Regions from separate parts of the Rattus norvegicus genome. Here region 2 is linked to region 1. A link is a contact called in public Hi-C data. All regions are on one chromosome and are shown on one strand. Each heading gives the region's core, a stretch centred on a gene start, on an enhancer-like site or on the middle of the called end of the contact. The rest is flanking DNA. Distances are from core to core; before and after follow the strand shown. Region 1 holds the start of Patz1 (POZ (BTB) and AT hook containing zinc finger 1). Region 2 holds the start of Pik3ip1 (phosphoinositide-3-kinase interacting protein 1).

Region 1 (4,752 bases), core at 676-3,175:
ACACACACCGCTACATTTAATGGAAGCGCTCAGTTTGGAACCGTGCAAAGTTTGGAATGCGTACTTCGCTCCACTTGCAACTGTGGAAACTTCGCGCCCGTACACGTGCTTTGCCTACAGGCTCTGAGACCAAGAGCTCAGCGACAGCCCCAGCAGACGAACCTGTGTCCAACCCTCGCCTAACAGCATCTTCAGGCGTTTTAGGGACAAAGCGCTCAGGCCTGGCCCCGCGGTCCGTGGTCAGAGTGGCCGGCATTTTGCCGGGCGGCAGGGGCTAAGCATGCTTCTGGCTTGGGGAAGATCGATGGGACTTCTTGATCTCTGGATTCTCTAGTTTTTTTACAAAACTGCCGGGACATGCAGGAGCCGTTGATTTTGTCCATCGCCATCATACTGTCCCTTCCCTGAGCTGGCTGGCGACTTCGCGCTCCCTGGGGCACAAAGCCCATGTAGCAGTGGGTGGGGAAAACGACCTATCTCTAGTTATCCAGGCGTGCAAGGCATTTGCCTCGGTCAGTATGAAGCGGGCAGAAGGTTCCGCCTGCGTCGGGTCGGGATCCCGCGTCCTTCCTACGGCTGCAGACCGGGAGGTCCCAGCCGACTTCTAGGGATTTCGGCCATCAAAGGAAAACTAGGCAGGGTGCTGATGCCCGTCGGACCTGCCGGTACGCAAGGCAGGCTGGGGGGCTCAGATCCACTGGCTCTGGCCGCCCCTCCCGCACGCTCGCCTACACTCTGGGCGGGCATCGGAGGGGCGGCTGTAGCTGGTTCGCTGGCTCGGCGCTTGGATCGTATTGGTCGGGGTCGGGGGGGGGAGTTGGGGGTGGCTGAGGCTGCAGCCCCCGGCCCCGCGGGCGGGGTGGGGAGGCGGAGGATCAGGCTGTGCGAGCATTGGCGGAGCTGGGGAGTTGGGAGGGGGGCAGGAAGCGGGGGGAGCGGAGCTGCAGGGGGGGGGTGTATAAATAGGGAATGGGGGACGTGCATCCTCCGCTGGGTGAGGGGGGGGCGCTCGGCACAAAGAAAGTGGAAAGTTTGCAGCGCTAGGCGGCCCAGGCTAGGGAGCCCGATGCGCACGTGCTGGGCCGGGGCCACCGAGACCCCCCACGCCGAGCTCACTGCTTTCTTCTTTCTGCAAGCTGGGGGGGGTGTTGTTGGTATCGCCCCCTCCTTCTCCTCCCCCCAGGGGTGAAAGTGCAAGAGGAAGTGCAGCCGCTGCCATCTTTCCTCCGTTCCGAACGCACGGAGCCTGGGGCCGCAGCGCCGCCGCCACTCGTGCCTGGCTTGGGAAAGGGCCCACCCTGCTGCAGCCACCCGCTCGCTTCGGTCGCCGCCTTCGCCGGGCTCCAAGACCCGGCCTACGCCACCGCCCCCGTGCGCGCCGACCGCCGCCTTCGCCTTCGCCTTTTGTTTCCTTTGCTCCGGCGCCCCCACCCCGGCTCGCGCTTTGCAGGGGACGCAGCGCGCGCCCCCAGCGGGCCCGGGAAAAGCCTCGGAGCGCGCGCTTGCGCTTGCGCGGCGGACCCCTCCTCCTCCCCGCGCGCGCGCGCCTTTTGGCTGCGCGCCGGCGCCGCCTGGCGGGCGGGAGGGGAGGTGGCAGCCGCTTTTGCCGGAGGGGCGCACCTCTTCGCTCGTTTACCCCCTGGAAGGTAGACCTAGAGAGGGAGGCGGGCAGGCGGAGAGGGAGTGCTACGCGGGTCCGGGGTAGGTTAAGCGCGGCTATGTGGGGGGCAATGCCCCGCTGGGTCTAGGCCTTTTTATTAGAGCAGGGGGCGTGTGCGCTGGGCGCACCTTAGAGTACTACGGAGCCCTGGGCCGCACGTGCCGGGAGTGTGAGTGGTCCGCTGCACAAGGCGTCTCGCTGCTTAAGGGAAGGGACTAGGGACTGGCGGGTGCCCGGCCCGGCTAGTGGGGAAGGGGCAGCGACCATGGAGCGGGTCAACGACGCTTCTTGCGGTCCGTCGGGCTGCTACACCTACCAGGTGAGCAGACACAGTACGGAGATGCTGCACAACCTGAACCAACAACGCAAAAACGGCGGGCGCTTTTGCGACGTGCTCCTACGGGTAGGCGATGAGAGCTTCCCAGCGCACCGCGCTGTACTGGCTGCCTGCAGCGAGTACTTTGAGTCTGTGTTCAGCGCCCAGTTAGGCGACGGCGGAGCTGCAGACGGTGGTCCTGCTGATGTGGGAGGCGCGGCGGCGGCTCCAGGCGGCGGGGCTGGAGGCAGCCGCGAACTGGAGATGCACACCATCAGTTCCAAAGTGTTCGGAGACATCCTGGACTTCGCTTACACGTCCCGAATCGTTGTGCGCCTAGAGAGCTTCCCCGAGCTCATGACGGCCGCCAAGTTCCTGCTGATGAGGTCGGTCATCGAGATCTGCCAGGAAGTAATCAAACAGTCCAACGTGCAGATCCTGGTGCCCCCTGCCCGGGCTGATATCATGCTCTTTCGCCCTCCTGGGACTTCTGACTTGGGCTTCCCTTTGGACATGACCAACGGGGCAGCCATGGCAGCCAACAGTAATGGTATTGCTGGCAGTATGCAGCCCGAGGAAGAGGCTGCCAGGGCCACAGGTGCTGCTATTGCGGGCCAAGCTTCCCTGCCTGTGTTACCTGGGGTGGACAGATTGCCCATGGTGGCTGGACCTCTATCCCCCCAACTACTGACTTCTCCATTCCCCAATGTGGCATCCAGTGCACCTCCTCTGACTGGCAAGCGAGGCCGGGGACGCCCCAGGAAGGCCAACCTGCTGGACTCCATGTTTGGGTCTCCAGGGGGCTTGAGGGAAGCAGGCATCCTTCCATGTGGCCTGTGCGGTAAGGTGTTCACTGACGCCAACCGGCTCCGGCAACATGAGGCCCAGCACGGCGTCACAAGCCTCCAGTTGGGCTATATCGATCTTCCTCCTCCAAGGCTGGGTGAGAATGGGTTACCCATCTCCGAGGACCCCGACGGCCCCAGAAAAAGGAGCCGGACCAGGAAGCAGGTGGCTTGTGAGATCTGTGGCAAGATCTTTCGTGACGTATACCATCTCAACCGGCATAAGCTGTCCCACTCTGGGGAGAAGCCGTACTCGTGCCCGGTGTGTGGTCTGCGGTTCAAGAGAAAAGACCGCATGTCGTACCATGTGAGGTCCCATGATGGGTCAGTGGGCAAACCGTACATCTGCCAGAGCTGTGGGAAAGGCTTCTCCAGGTGAGGATGGCACCCTCCCCCCACTCCCTGCTGTGTATTATCTTAGTTCTGTTTCAAGACAGATCCTTGCCAGGATCGGGGGGATGTGGATCTTGTCCGGGTGGAGGGTCACTGGACCTTAACAGGGCATACCATGTTTAAATGTTTTAAGATACCCGGCTTTGACGTGGTGTGGCCAAGAGCTGCATCTATGCCTTCAGGCAAGTTCTCTGGCACCAGGGTGCCCTACTAGCTTCACCCTCCCGGGGGCCTGTAGGAAGGGGCCAGATTCCTTAGGCCAGAGCCATTGGGCCTCCCCATTCTTCTCCCCTGGTTCCCTTTGTGTTTCCGGCACCAGGCGTGGGGCCCCCTCTGGGGGCGGGAGGCTGGGCTCCTCCCTCGACTTTCCCCGCCTGAATGGCTTCGGAGGGAGGAACTGAACAAGTGTGTCTAGGACTCTTTACAGTTCCGAGGCCCAGATCCTTCACCAGTTTGAGCAGGCCGGCCCAAAGCAGTAGCTTCCAGCTATGCCCCTCAAGTGACCCTAGGTTTGAGAGGCGTAAAAGCCGGCTACACAGGGCTGTTTTGCAATAGTAATACTGGAATCCGATGCTCTGTGACCTGGTGGCTGCAGAATCCAGTGGACCTACAGGTCATCCGTCTGTTCTCAGGACAGACCTTCTTTTCAACTTTTAGTGAGCCTTCTTAGGAACTGAAGACTTTCCTGGGAGCAGAGGGCTGTCGTTTTGTTTTTTCTCTCAGTTTGAGAATATTGAATAAAAGGCTGGTTTTAACTTAAATCCCAAGGATCTTGTATGTGTGAGAGCTTAGGAACAGAATTCCCCCAGAGAGGCCCCAACTAGGAACCAGTCTTACCGGTCGGACAGCCCCTGCCCACCTGCTCTGGCGGGCATCTGGCTTGCCAGTCCAGCTGGGGACTTAAAGCTCTGTCCCTGGCCTCTGGGGACTGAATTCCATCCGGGTGGCATTCATTGGCTGCTGTGGCGGGAGAGGCTGGGGGGAGGGGAACGCAGTGCTTCTAAGGGGCTTTAGTCTGGACAATGAGTCCCACACCCACCCCTCCCCGAAAGGCTGGGCAAGGCATCCCTGTGTCATTCTAAAGCTGCTGCCTCAGGTCCTAGAAATCATTGAATTTCTGCTGGGGGTGGGGTGGGGTGGGGTTAGCTAGATCTGAGCAGAACATTTGCTCCCCCCCCCCCCCCCCGTTGTGTGTGTGGGGGGATGGCCGAAATGCTTGGGCCCCTGGAGCTAGAGCTCGGTGATGACTTTGTCTTTGTCTTGCTGGGGTGGAGTTCTCTCTAGAAGGGGGGGATGTGGTGGGAGTGGAGGAGACTGATGTCTTGTTTTTAAAGTCTGTTTTCTCTTTGCAGGCCAGATCACTTGAATGGACATATCAAGCAGGTGCACACGTCTGAGCGCCCTCACAAATGTCAGGTAGGGACGGGGCCAGGGTACAGTTGGGTGGAAGAGTGCCGTCCTCCCAGCCTTGCTGAGCACTGCTTTGCACACACCTCCCACTCTTGTCGCCCCTGTCCGTCCTCTGGCCTCCTTTGTTC
Region 2 (4,752 bases), core at 1,327-3,826, 50 kb after region 1:
GTGATAACACCTTACTCATGTGATTCTTCTCAACCCTCAGAGTATAAATTTTCTGAGTAAATCTGTCTATTGCATGTGACTTTAGTCCACCTTGCTCTCCCAGACTCAGACCACAATCTAGTGTGGTAAACAGCCATCCTGCCTCCCCTTCCTAAGCCAGCCATGCTGCTCCCAGCTTGTACATATTCTTCATCAAGTTAAGCACACTCCACTTGTCTGTCTCTCACCTTGTATTACTTTCTTTTCTGATAATACTGATGTTTTAAATATCATGCCTCTCCCAACTAGAATTGAAGCTCAATTAATCATGAGGATACAAATTCAAATATTTTGTTCACAAGATGAAGTCCAGTATCTAAAAATACTAGCTAATATGCAGTAGGTTTTCAAAAATAAGTATTTGTAAAATTAACAAAAATGTTAATTTTACAACTTTAAAACTTTAAAAACTTTAAAAAAATTTAAACAGGGTCTTACGTAGACCATGCTGGCTTCAAACTTCCTATATACATACCCAAGGATGACCTTGAACTTCTGATCCTCCTGCCTCCACTTCTGGAGCTGGGATCACAGACTGGCACTCCCCTACTCAGTATGTTGCATTAGGGATCAAACACAAGGCTTCTGGAATGTTAGGTAAACACACTATCAACTGAAGACATGTTTTAAAAGGACATGGCTCTGCTCCTGGGAGATCTGAGCTCAAATCCTCAGCACACACATTAAAAGCCAACGTGGTTCTGTGTTCCTACAACCCAGCACTGGAGAGCATAGACAGGGGGATCCTCAGAACCAGAGAGTATTGCCAGGAGGATCACTGGCTGGCCAGCCTCCCTTGAAGGTGCAGTAAGAAACCCTCTTTCAGGGTGGCAAGACATCCTTTTTTTTTTTTTTTTTTTTTTTTTGTTCTTTTTTTTTTTTTTTGGAGCTGGGGACTGAACCCAGGGCCTTGCGCTTCCTAGGCAAGCGCTCTACCACTGAGCTAAATCCCCAACCCCGGTGGCAAGACATCCTGTTCTGACTTCCTTATGTATACACATGGGCATACACCGCACACCATGTGTCAGACACACACACTCTCTTCTGGGGGATGTTTATTTGTGTATGTGTTTGCCAGCATGTATGTATGTGCCCCAGGTAAGGGTCAGAAGACAGAGCTGTGTATACTGTTACTAGATAGAGATGGCCTTAAGCTAGGGGTTGGGAACTGAACTCATGACCTCCGCAAGAGCAACAAGTGCTCTTATCCACTGAGCCATCTATCCAGTCCGGACATAATGTTTTTTTTGTTTTTTTGACTTTTCAAAGTATTCTTTTTTTTTTTTTATTAACTTGAGTATTTCTTATATACATTTCGAGTGTTATTCCCTTTCCCAGTTTCCGGGCAAACATCCCCCTCCCCCCTCCCCTTCCTTATGGGTGTTCCCCTCCCAACCCTCCCCCCACGGACATAATGTTTTTAAGAAGCATGTCAGGTGGGTTCAGAGGTTAGGAATACTTGCTGCTCTTCCAGAAGAGGTGGCCTGAGCTCCCATCGCTCACATTAGCCATCATCCCACTTCTGCCATCACCCCATTTCTAGAGGCCCTGAAGGTTTCCTGAGCACAGACACAAATAAAAACGAACCCTTATTCTTTTAAAGGACACATCAGGGTTCAATCACTTCTCATACTTAGAATCGCATTAGCTTTCCACTATGATAAAGGCCATAAAACTTATTTAGTCGTGTTACTTTCCCTCCCTACACTGTGGCAAGATAAAACAGTCTCCCACTTCTATTCTTGGTGTTGCCCGAGTCACAAGGTAGTCTTGGCAAACCACTCTGTTCTATCTCTCAGTTTACTGAGGCTGCTGGGGAACTTCAGCTGCCAGCCAAACAGAAGAAGCGCCTCCCCTTCCCTAACTCCAAAAGCCCCAAGTTGTGCAGATGTGGTTTAACTAAGGATACAAATTACTGTAACTGGATTTCCTATATACTGGCTGAGGGGAGTTATATAGGGAGTTCCTATATACTGGGCTGGTAGAAAGGGTGGATTTTACAATATAGCTAAGCGAATCTAATGCTTGTGTAACGTGTTTTTCCACTAAAGATACCCTTTCGGTATTCCTACTATATATGGATACCCCAAACCTCGAATGTTAGTAAAGGAATGTGATGGACTGGCCCTGGCAAAGTACACTTTAAATATATTGCTTCCAGACAAATAATACTCATTTGTGCCGCCTATGTGGTCTTAAATTCTTCCTGCTTCTGCAATCAGCATCCTCTCTTACAACTGTGCAGTGCTCTAGGGGCTCCTAATCCACCCCACTCCACGATGCCTTCTGACATAATGACTCGGTACTCACACTGATGGAAAAGAAAAGCTCTGGGGATGGAGTCCTGCAGGTCTCACACGGATCTGCTGCTAAGCAAAACCTCTCTGCCACTCTCCACTTGGCTGAGTTCCTCTCTTGGCTCAGGGTTAGTGATCTGGTAAGGTCTAGGAGGCTTAGGACCCAGGGGGCGCCTTTCAGCTGAAAAACACCTCGGCTGCAGCAAGCTAGCTGGGAAGCTCCCAGTTCTAAAGAGAGGCTGTTTACCAGAAGAGCATAATAAGGGCCGGTCTGACTGCAAGGCTGGGAACTAGAAGACAAAACTGCTGCCAAGGAGACCCCATTCGGACACTGGCTGTTCAGTCACCTGCAAGCCGGAAGAGGCGAGGATGCTGTTGGCTTGGGTACACACATTTCTTCTCAGCAACATGCTTCTGGCAGAAGCCTATGGATCTGGAGGTGAGATTACATTTTTTTCTTCCCTTTCTGCAGCAACTTAATGAAGCAGAACGGCTAAAGCCCCCAGATTTCCCAAATGTGGCCAGGCTGACAGGGAAGGAAGATTTTGGCTGCTTTTCTTGCTATCCTACGAAAGCCTTCTTCTCTCCTTCGTTGCAGCTCCATATTTGCCATTAAGAACAAAGACAAGTAGTCACTTTCTCTTTCTCTCTCCTTTTACACGAGTGGATGGAGCTTGGGAATTCATCTCTTCTACTCCCCAGAGTCCTACCCTTTTAAAGTCCATTTGTATAGTGTGGCAGGCGCACAAACCTCCCCTCTGCAGCTCCTCCTGTGGCTCTCTGCTGAGGGGAGTGGGAGCTGAAGAGATGTGGCAGGCTCCCTCAGCTGGAGTCTCTATTGAATCTTTTGCTTCACTGAGTCAAAGGCTTTTGTGAAATTCTCTTGGGAGCCGGTGGTGTCTGTTAAACTAGCAGAAGGTGGCTGTATTCGTGGAGAAGGGAACGTCAGTTTATGTAACATTGACTTCTCAACACTGGGATGACTTCCATGTCTGACTGCCCAGAACTAAACTCGTCATCTCCACAGAAGGACCTCAGCCAGGCTTCCTGCACCTTCAAAGTAGTCCCAAGTCCAGGAGTAACAACCCTTTGCATTTGTGCAGCGATCTCAAGCTTCTTCTTTTTTTTTTTTTTTAAAGCTAAATCTCACTGTTGTTATCTGTGGACCAGACGCCGCTAGGGGCATGACTCAAGCTCTCCGCTTTTCTCTGAGGTACCCAGGGCTTTCGCCCACGGGGCCAGAGAGCCGCACTCAGGGTCCCGGGTGGGTTCCTCTTCCTCACAGGCTGCTTCTGGGACAACGGCCACCTGTACCGGGAGGACCAGCCCTCGCCCGCGCCGGGTCTCCGCTGCCTCAACTGGTTGGCCGCGCAAGGCAGCGGCGAGTCGCTCGCCCAGCCCAGTGAGTGAACGCCGGGGTGACGGGCGGGGTTGGTGGGCGGCGGCCGCGGCCCTTAACGCCTCTTCTCCCCACCCCAGGCCCCGGCAACCACAACTACTGCCGGAACCCGGACCAGGATCCGCGTGGGCCCTGGTGCTACATCAGCAGCGAGACTGGCGTCCCTGAAAAGCGGCCCTGCGAGGACTTGCGTTGCCCAGGTACCCGCCCTGGGACCCCTGGGTAGGGGACGTTAGTCCCGTGCGCCGAGCAGCGCAGCAGCGGTTACACCCGCGGCGCACGTGCGGCTGCTCGACCCCGGCCCCGCCCCGTTCCACCCCCGCGCGGTCCGATTGGTCAGAGCTATCTCCAGGCCGCGGAGCCCAAAGCCCATTGGCCGCCGCAGCATTCGGAGTGAGCTCATCCTCTGCGAGCACTTGTAAACAACGGTGGGAGGCAGTTCGCTCGTTCCGCAAAGCGCTCCACCAGCCTTTACTGTGTGTAGCGTCCCCAGCTCACAGTCTCAGGGAAGAAGCTGTGTGAGGGACCTGAGTCACCCAGAAGTTTGACCACCTGCCAAAGGCAATGGGTGTGTTGTGATTTGAATTCAAAGCTTTTAGACTTAAGAAAACTAAGACAATTCTCTAGGATTAAATTAAGACAGTTCTCAAGGTTAAGCCCTTAACATTGGGATTGGCAGGAATCTTGCACTCAGTGTGGGTTGTCTCCTGCTGTGAAGACCCGCGTGCAGTCACTGGAGAAACCCTCTGGCAAGCCCAGCTGGGTGTTGGAAGATTGCAAGGACTTGATAAGACAAGTGGGAGGCAGGAGAGAGGCTATTGTTTCTTGAGACCATTTCCTCAGATTTGCCTGGTACATCCCAACCACAGTGCAACCCTTTCAGACTTGATTTTGCCTCTAAGGCAGGAGAAGTTTTTTTTTTTTTTTTTTTCTTTCTGTGTTTGTGATAGGATCTCACTTTGTAGCCCCGGCTTGCAAGACTGGCTGGGATTCATGGAGATGCTCCTGCCTCTGGTC

What was found. A called contact is a pair of places that touch in the nucleus more often than the background predicts.
Region 2: a Hi-C map of prefrontal cortex shows a contact between it and region 1, with 2.6 times the contacts expected there. The contact joins the promoter of Pik3ip1 here to the promoter of Patz1 in region 1. A contact is called at or near these places in 3 of 12 Hi-C or Micro-C datasets (frontal cortex, prefrontal cortex and psoas muscle) and 1 of 1 datasets of contacts at active chromatin or transcription factors (oligodendrocytes).

Annotation. Positions count from the first base shown.
Region 1 is chr14:82,376,496-82,381,247 of GRCr8, forward strand. It overlaps Patz1 (POZ (BTB) and AT hook containing zinc finger 1), which reads left to right and starts at 1,926. Exons shown (of 4, transcript NM_001107231.2): 1 at 1,926-3,196; 2 at 4,567-4,630. The coding sequence starts at 1,926.
Region 2 is chr14:82,425,739-82,430,490 of GRCr8, forward strand. It overlaps Pik3ip1 (phosphoinositide-3-kinase interacting protein 1), which reads left to right and starts at 2,577. Exons shown (of 6, transcript NM_001395158.1): 1 at 2,577-2,775; 2 at 3,622-3,738; 3 at 3,816-3,935. The coding sequence starts at 2,706. It also overlaps a transcript of Limk2 not described here.